Linked DNA regions of Choristoneura fumiferana: region 2 is linked to region 1. Evidence: chromatin contacts called from public Hi-C data. All regions are on one chromosome and are shown on one strand. The core of a region is the stretch at or near the end of the contact, and the rest is flanking DNA. Distances in the headings are between cores, read along the strand shown. Region 1 holds the start of pros (homeobox protein prospero). Region 2 holds the start of LOC141432924 (dihydrolipoyllysine-residue succinyltransferase component of 2-oxoglutarate dehydrogenase complex, mitochondrial-like).

Region 1 (5,008 bases), core at 102-2,601:
GTGAATTTGCTTTATTTTTAAATCGTGAGGCTCATTTTTAATAACACAAGCAGTAAGTACCGGCACACATAAGCACGGTAGAATAATAAGACTTTTTTAGTATTAAAAAGGTTTAAATGTTACTCTAGTAGGTAATTTCACATTGTACATAACAAAAAGTAATTGCATAGATTTATAATTAATTAATCAGTTGACTTAAAAAATATGATTATGCATGCATTTTTGAGCAGTTTTTTAAAATCTACCGCTATCAGTATCCTGTTGCATATTTTTGGGTTATTTTTTAATAAATTAAAATAGGTTTTTATAAAACGATACAGTGTGTTTGCGGTACTAATTTAATTTATTTTCATGTTAATCCATTTCTTCAATAAATGCGACAGGGAATTGATAACGGTTGAAACGATCGTAAACTGACTGTATATACAAGTAGTCTCTAATTTTTATTCCACATGAAATACTGAAATTATTTTTGTTCTTTGAAAGTGTTTTGTATTTTGTAATCTTGATTGTGTGCGTTTTCAATACCAAATGGCCGTTTTATCTATTAGTCTTCTATTAGTACCTATTAGTTATCTGGTAAACCCTTCTATATAAATTAAAAAAAAACTGAATTATTTTTAATATTCATTTTAATTATTACATTAAGTAATTCTTAATTTAATGATAAATATTTTATAACAACATGGTAACCCTAACCAAGGAAAAACGCAAATCTCATTTTTTTTTCCGATCCACGTATTGTAAAATACTATATTAAATACCTCAGTTTAGTCGATCGTTGAATTAACTATTTTCCGTCATAAAATACGTAATCACGTAAGTAAATATGCAATAACACATTCCAACTAATTTACGAATGAAAAAACGCGTGACGTCACAATACGAGTCCGTGTGCGTACTCATTGACACTGCCGGTGATTACGAGTTTTTTTGCGAATGATTGAATTTTATTTACAATTAACCCGACCTCGGCGCCGAAAGCGAGAGTGACGATTAAATGCCATTTAAAAATAAAACATCCCGTATGACATCGGAATGTCAATGATTTAACTTCGCCGCTCCGCATTTTAATTTTCAGAATAAAACTGGCAACAGACCACTGTCGTAAGTAAAAAAAAAAGCTAAACCAATGGTGTAAGAGCGTGCATGAGGCGTGAACGTCTTAGCTGTAAGAAACCGCCCAAGCTCGTTCGAGACGGGGCGGCTCGGGCCTAATTTGTCTTAGGCGGAAAAATCGCTCGGCGATTACAAGTGGCTCGTAACGAAGTCGGCTCGGGGGAGGGGGCGCGGGGGGACGCGCGGGCGGCCGCGGCGGACACGGCCCCGTCTCAGTCGTCCGTCTACAGTCGCGGCGGCCGCTCGGCCCGCGCGACGCAATATACGTTCCTCGTGCTTTTGTGATCTAAAAATTAAACAAATAAAAATTCTAACCGCGTATCGAAAATATTTTTAGGCTAATCCCCCTAACATTTTTGGTGGTAAAAAAAAGTTTTTTGCAAAATTTTTAATATTTACGTCGGTTATATTTGTGAAGAGAATTAACGTTTGGCAGTTATTGAAAATATTTTTTATTTGATATTTTATTTTCCTAACGGTCGCGATCTCGAGTGAACAATAGACTATAGCGTAACTTAAGCGTTAAATTAGTGCTAAGATCTAGATTATAATTAAGTATTGACTGCCACAAATATACTAAGTTGCTAGGCTAAGATTAATATTGGGACTCATGTGATAAACATTAGTACGGACATTTAAGTGATAATCTACAACATCTGTGGACCAAGGTTTTCATATTTGAAATCATTTTAAAAGTAGAGCTTTATCAATTAGGTTTATTTTTTTTAATCAAGTGCTTTTTTTACTAATTTATATTATATTCAAACTAAACTGACAGATTTTGCAAACCTTTTAAAAAAATCATGCAGCTAAATAAAAGGTCGCGTCTTGCAGAATCCGTCGGGTTGGTTATTTTATTTCCAATAAGTTGTTCATGTGATGTAGTCGTTTTGTAGTTTAGTTAAATGATTGATTTATTCGTAGGCTTCCAATATTTACTATTAAGTTTTATTTTGCCATTTTTGTTTTTATTGAATAAAAAAATGTTTTTTTTTTTTGTTTCTTTTGTTTCATTTTTTACCTTTTAATATTATTTTTTCAGGACTTTGCTTTGTTTTGGTCACCCTAATGTTCCCATTGAGTTACAAAATAATATTTGGTCCATGTTCTACGTAGAAATTTAATTCTTTTTTCTTTTCATTTTTATACTTTTTTGCTAAAGTAGATCGCTAATTACTATACTGTTGTGCCATAGTGAAGGGAGCATGAAACCTGTATTCACCCTAAATGTATTAAACAGTAAAAGAAACCAGTTTTACAATCCGACGGGTGATCTGTGTAGCCCTTCATCTTTTTCTAAGATAAATTGTTTATCTTTTTAAACGTTACCTATGCTTAATTCATTCTTAGTAAAAAAATACAGTGAAAAAATTGCCAAATTGCTAACATTAGTGAAAATTTCACGATCGAGATGGATTCCGATGGCATCACATCGTAGACCTGGGGACGATTTTTTTTTTTTAATATTACCTTAAAATATCATGCGCAAGTGGTGGAAAATAGGTACTGTGCTGTGGATAAAGCAGAAAAAATAACAACTCTAATTTAATTATCTAGTTAACTAGTACGGAAATTTTACCTAAGCGTAAGTTTTGTAGCAATAAACAGATATTTCCCATATCCTAATGATCTTCTCTAGTGAGATAGGTATTGTTGGACTGTTGTCGGATTTCTTGATGATAGAGGAAAGCAAAAATACCTAAGCGACAAAAATGAAAGTTTTTCAAAATGCCTTTGAAAATTACGAAAACTTTACAAAACAAGAAAAAAATCATTTTGTGCATTTGATTTAATTTAGTGGTGCTTAAGAGTTAATACCTAAGCTACTTAAGTACCTATTCATTATCTTTATTGTCCGCGATTTACTCCTTACGAAACCTCATCATCATTATTCTATTATTTGTTGTATTTCGTTACCATCATTTATCAGTATCCATCGTCCAGCAATCGATAAATTAAAAATTTGTATGTTAGAGCATCTCCCGTAATTAATTCACGCTGGATTCCAGTACTGTAATACGAAACCGGTTGCCACAGCTCCTTTAAAGAAATACTAAGTGCCAAACGCCTATGTTGACAGCATAGGAGTAGAATTACTTAAATTTAAAAAGTTCCATAGGGTTCGGTCTCGTTCCCTAACACGACCCCAAAAACACTTTATTTTCTAGGTAATAAACGAAACGTTTTTTTTTAACTTAAAATGTTACAATAGATGCTGTGAGATATTTCCTCACTGTGTATCAATCTGACGGCGCATAATATATAGGTTTATGGTAAACTAGCTTTTGCCCGCGGCTCCGCTCGCAATTGGTATGCAGCTTAAACCTTTTTTCATCCTACAGGAACCATAGATTATTTCGGGATAAAAAGCAGCCTATATGTTAATCCAGGGTATATATCTATTAGATATATGCCAAATTTCATGCAAATCCATTCAATAGGTAGTTTTTGCGTTAAAGAGTACCTAACAAACATCCAAACATCCATCCATAGAAACTTTTGCGTTTATAATAACTATTAGTAAGGTTATAGAATGTATCATACAAAATTCAAACAATTTTTTAAACTTAATTAATCAATATTAAATTCGTGACACTACAAAAAAAAAGAATCACGGTCGCGAAATGGTCCCAAATAGAATTTAAAGATGACAGCGTCTGAAGTACAAATTAATAAGAATACAAATGTCATTGTTATTTCCTTCTAGAATCGATGTAGGTAAGCACATTGTATTTGTGTTTTATTAAAATGCATTAAACTGCGGTAACCTACAGTGAAATGGAATAAATAACTAAGCAGTGAGAATAATAACATGGTTTTTTCGATATTCATAAGTGCCACGCGCATTACATTTGATTCATCTCGTCTGATAATTGATAATTTTGTATTACGCTCTATTTTTACTGTTTACTTTAAAATAAGCTCAAGAACTCAGTTCATTAGGATTAGGAAACACTACAGTAACTATTTACCCAATAAACTCTGGTATACTATATTAAATAGAGCATTTAAAACACGCTAGTAAATTTATTTCCATCAATCAATCAAATTGGCCCACATCCACCCACTGCTGAGTAAAGGTCTCTTTATTTCATGACACTAAATTATTTTGAGTCTTATTAATAGCAAAACTCACTAGGTATATCTATGATCGAAAAAATAGTTAACTTAATATTTAATATCTAAAAGAACTTTTTATAATTTGAGGTACCTCTACGTGTGTTTGTTTAATTTTAGATTTTATTCTTAAAAGTTATTTTCATTGAGACTAAAACAAGTTTGATGTTTTTTACATTGGTAGCGTCTTTTGGACATAAATTCCCTAAATTGACTTCCCTGAAACTAAATAAATAAGACTTTACCAAAGTTGATTTTCTTGCGCCATCTACCGACTAAAATAACTCAAGTATGTACTTTGCATTGCCACCCAAATTACCGCGCCATCTAGCGGCAAATAGCAAAACTAATACCAATTGCACACTATAGCATAGTCTGTCAGTTCGGAACCATGCAGTTCATACGGTTACGTATAGATGGCGCTGTAGTACTGCCGCACGCGCATGTAGGTTATTGTCTAGTGTTTACTATAGATGCCGCTACTGTGTTTGAATTTACTGTCCACTTTTCATTAATGAAATCACTTAACAGTGTTCTGTTTCATAGTTTTTAAACGTTTTATTAGTTGTATTCCGTTTTACGTTTCATTAGTTTTCACTTTTAGCTACACACCATCTGTTGACGAAATGCTAAACTACTGTATTGTAAAGTAGATCAGTGTCGGTAAATTTTGATAGGTGGCGCTAGTTAGGTATTTAATTGACAAGTTTGTTATCAGCAGGGCTACTACGAAACTCGAAACACGAAGTTCGTGTCGTGCGGTCCCTCTCGC
Region 2 (4,481 bases), core at 655-3,154, 320 kb before region 1:
TAAAAGCAGGGTTGTATCAAAGAAATGTGTCTAATGAATCTATTGATAGCTATGCTTATGTATACGTGTCAAGTATTTTTTTAATACACAACAGGCGCAGTAGTGTGGCTGTGTGCGTGCGCTTGTGTAAGGAGGGGAGAGCCAAGAGATGCTTTCTTCGACTCTTTGCTTCTTATAGCGTTGCCATGACTGTTTGGTCCATGGATGTTGGCTGACAAAATTGAACAGATCTTGTTTATTGAATTTAAAAGTTCACTAATTATTAGATTGGTTTGCCCCTGCACCTGTTTCTCGTATTAAATCATAGAGGGAGCGTGTATGTAAAAATGACAGTTTTAAATAGATCTAGAATCTAAAAGGTTTTTGGGTTGGACGTTGAGTCAGACTGTCGGTTAGCCGGATCATTCCCTTTCTCAACCTTTACTTACTTTAAACCCCTATTTCGTACACTAAGAGATTGCTGCGGAGATAAGTACCTAGGCAATCAATAGCTTGGTTGTGATGTTACACTCAAAGCAAATGTCCAGCTACTCTTACTGTGAAAATGTTTTCAGAGTATGTGTCATAACCAAAAAGCAGCTGGTGGACACAATACATTAACATTACTGGAATCTGGAATCTGAATACTGGAAACATATTTGTGCGACATATTTAATTAACAGAGAATAGCAGATAACACGTTCGGTATAAACCACCCGTTACAACGATAGTATCATACGATCTAAACTACAAGATTAGTGACGAATGAGTTGTCCACTTATACATCCCAATAATCTTCACTTTTTTTAACAAATTATTATTATTTTCAAGCACCAAAACCTCTCGTGCGCCCCACAAATCACTCCCCCAATTTCGCTTCGCGGCCGATCGTCTCCAACTTGCACAGCACACATACACACACTATTCGCACTACGCACCCACACAGGCGCGCCGGGGGCGCGTGCCCCAGACCATAGACTCCTCCTTTATGTTTTCTTTGTTATGTAAAAAAATAATAATAAGAGAAAGGGGAGTCAAAATCGATACTCTAATGGCGGTGCTATTATCGGTGCCGATTTACTTTTTTGGCGTTTCGACGATGTTTATTGCCTGCCAGTGTTTGTTTGGTATTGGTACGGTTTGAATTTGGAACTGATTCGAAAACATGTTTAATAAATCACGGTATATTTACGTACCTATTTATATTAATTTTCATAACTTGTAAACGTATGCAATGCATACGAATCAAGATTAAAATTAAGAATCAAAATAAGTACTTATTACAAAAGTTAATCAGTACCTATTTTAAATGCGTGGTAGGTAAAATAAATTAAGTGAAAAGCATTAAAATTAAAAAACTTAAATTGTGTGTTCTAAATATTAAAGTAATTTTAATTCAGCTTGTAGTAGCTTAATTGTTTACATTTAGCCTACTGCAAATAACGAAATTTTTAAGTGCCGGTATTACAGTTTTTATTGTATCAACGATTATTTTACTCCCGAAATACTCGTAATTTAAACTTTGACAGAATTTCATTCAGCCTACCACAGGAGCAGAAAATCTTAAAAATTCAAATGTAATATTACTGTACTTATTATACATAGTATTTATTCAAAAGTCAGGTTGGGTGTATTCCTAATTGATGTTACAGCCAGTTGATGGCCGCCAGACCTTAATAGTTGATAAACGTACGAGGGTCGATTTAATTAAGATCTCAATAAGATGACTTTATGGATACCTCTATACACGCTATGTAAGTTGGGTGGGACTAAGCATGCATAAATTACATTACTACATTTTTTAATTTTGTTAAAAAACTAATACACAGGACTTTCAAAACCTTACCAAAAACTGCACTAAAACACAAGCGTAACAAACTGGCATACAACAAAATAACTATTTCAATAATAAAAAAAACAAACATCACACGTTCAAAATCCGCGGCACACTGACTCGACCCGCGTAAACTGGCCGTTGCCCTAAATAGCTCCAAAAATAAAAATAAAACAGATAATAGTGAAAAGAAAAACCGGTTATCAGAAGACTTTGTCTTTGAAAACGCACAATAGCTGGCCAGATGCTCGCGGATGCTGCGTTTCAGTTCGGAAAAGAATAAAAACTGGTTTAAAATTGTGAATGAGCTTTTGTGCGGTGATCGGTTATATTTTGATTTATTCGATTTTTAGTACCGCGTGTATGGGAATAAAAAGACGCAGACTCAACAGGTACCGGCAAGACGAAAATTGTTTCCGTATTTTGGTTAAGTGAAAAGATTTTTGGGTTGGATGGATGATTATGGGCATTTAAATGTAGACTTACAAGTTTTAGGGATTTTGAATCTGATTGATTTTACCTTAGGTTTGTAGTCTTATAGCAGGACAGAAAGAGAATTTAACTTGACGACCGGATGGCCAAGTGGTTAGAGAACCTGACTACGAAGCTTGAGGTTCCGGGTTCGATTCCCGCCCGAGGCAGATATTTGTATGAATAATACAAATGTTTGGTCTCGGGTCTTGGATGTATTTAAGTATGTATTTATCTATATAAGTATGTTTATCCGTTGCCTAGTATCCATAGTACAAGCTTTGCTTAGTTTGGAACTAGGTCAATTGGTGTGAAGTGTCCCATGATATTTATTTATTTATTTTAATTTAACTTAATTTCGTAAGAGCAAAAAACGAGAATTTAATTCAAATACAGACATTTATTTTATCAGATACGTACTAAGCTCAAGAAGTAAAATTATACTTTGTTCTCATTTTCAGTATTAGAAAGAAGGTGTAAAGTGTGGTGGAGTCTTGACCAGCCTCTCTCTTCCATTCTCCGTCTCTCTTTACTGAAAAATCCTTATAAGAGGAGGTAGTTAGTAATTTATGATATTCCTGTTTTATAAGTATCTAACAGTTAATTTCTGATTTATCTCCTCCTCTTTATCTTTCATTAGGTACTACCAAATCATCACTAATTTTGATTTTTTTAAACTTTAACTGTTTAACTGTCATAAATTAATACTTTAATTAACGAGAGCAAAGAAAAATTATTGAAACATCGATTACATTTTTTTAAATCAAAAATACCCTTTCACATAGAATTTGTCTGCACACCAGTACCAGGTTTCTTTTTACTCGTACGTTTGCTGTCCTTTTACACGAGCCGAGCCGAACGCGGCCAGATCGGTTCAAGTTCACGAATTAGTTTCGACGGTTTGTTTGTTTAATGGTAGCACTATACCATACACTGTGTTTGCGTATCCGAATAGAGGGAAGATGTGCAGGCATTATCATCATCATCATCAAATTAAAATTCAAATCATTTATTAAAATCAAAGTCAAAGTCAAAATATCTTTATTCAATTTAGGCTATAGCAAGCACTTATGAATGTCAAAAAAAATCTACCACCGGTTCGGAAAAGCCTCTGTTGAGAAGAATCCGGCAAGAAACTCAACGAGGTATATATTTTTTTAAACAGATTTACAATATTATTAAATGATATCTATACTATACATCACAACTATTAACACAACTTTATCTTTAACACAGTAGGTTCGCTATTTGAAGTAAGGGATCGCCAATGCGTACTTATCGGAATTATTTCCAAATATCCCTGTCCATGATATAATCATTAATTTTATAATAAGTACGCCTTAGTCTTCAGTCAGTCTTCTTGACAATAAATCTGAATTTTGTATCAGTTCATTTGTAATATTTTTTGGAATTTTATTATAAAAACGTACCTATGCAACTTCCCAGAAACGACTTTCTGGTTTTAGCCAGTCTGTAAGATGGGACTTTAAGCTTCCCTGTGTTTTTAGTAGCCTTTGGCTTATCGACGTTAGTGGGAAAATCACATATGTTCAGTTCACATAGGCCGCAATGGGCACTTTTACACTTCATTTTTTGAAACTACTAGCGCTTTCGGAAAGACTGCCAAGAATATGCCATAAATTGCCAAGAAGAATGCACCACAAGAAACTTGGCAGAAAGTCATTTTTACAAGCTTTTATTTAACTTGCCCTGTTCATTTGTTTATTTGGGTCAAATCTTGCAAGTTAAATTTGACCCACTTCCAGTAGTCCGATCGACTTGAAATTTGGTAAACTTACGTAAATCTGGTAACAATAGGTACAATAATCTGATAGTGACATCCTGGTAGTCCAGCCAGGGTCGTCTCCACAGGACGGAACTCTTCAACGGTTAATGGCATCGACTTGGAATTTGTTATTCAAATGTAGTTTGGGTGACAATACAAGTACAGTCAACAAAAAGTACAGTCACCAAAAAAAGCTTGTATTAAAAATGTTTTTTTTTCCAAAAACTTATTTCAAAATAAAATAATTAAAAACTATAGCATAAAATTAAAGAAAAAATACATAAAAAGAACAATAATAATACAGGGATGTATGGAGTCCCTTGGTTACAAAACCAAACACCATCATCGTCATATTGGTCTCACTGTTGGCCCAGCCCTTTCAGAATGAGCGGGCTTGGGCCGTAGTACCCA

What was found. A called contact is a pair of places that touch in the nucleus more often than the background predicts.
Region 2: a contact with region 1 is called in a Hi-C map of whole pupa, with 8 times the contacts expected there. The contact joins the promoter of LOC141432924 here to the promoter of pros in region 1. A contact is called at or near these places in 2 of 2 Hi-C or Micro-C datasets (both in whole pupa).

What each region holds. Positions count from the first base shown.
Region 1 is chr11:12,312,253-12,317,260 of NRCan_CFum_1, reverse strand. It overlaps pros (homeobox protein prospero), which reads left to right and starts at 1,351. Exons shown (of 7, transcript XM_074094583.1): 1 at 1,351-1,787.
Region 2 is chr11:12,633,191-12,637,671 of NRCan_CFum_1, reverse strand. LOC141432924 (dihydrolipoyllysine-residue succinyltransferase component of 2-oxoglutarate dehydrogenase complex, mitochondrial-like) reads right to left here and starts at 1,904. Exons shown (of 10, transcript XM_074094758.1): 1 at 1,826-1,904. The coding sequence starts at 1,864.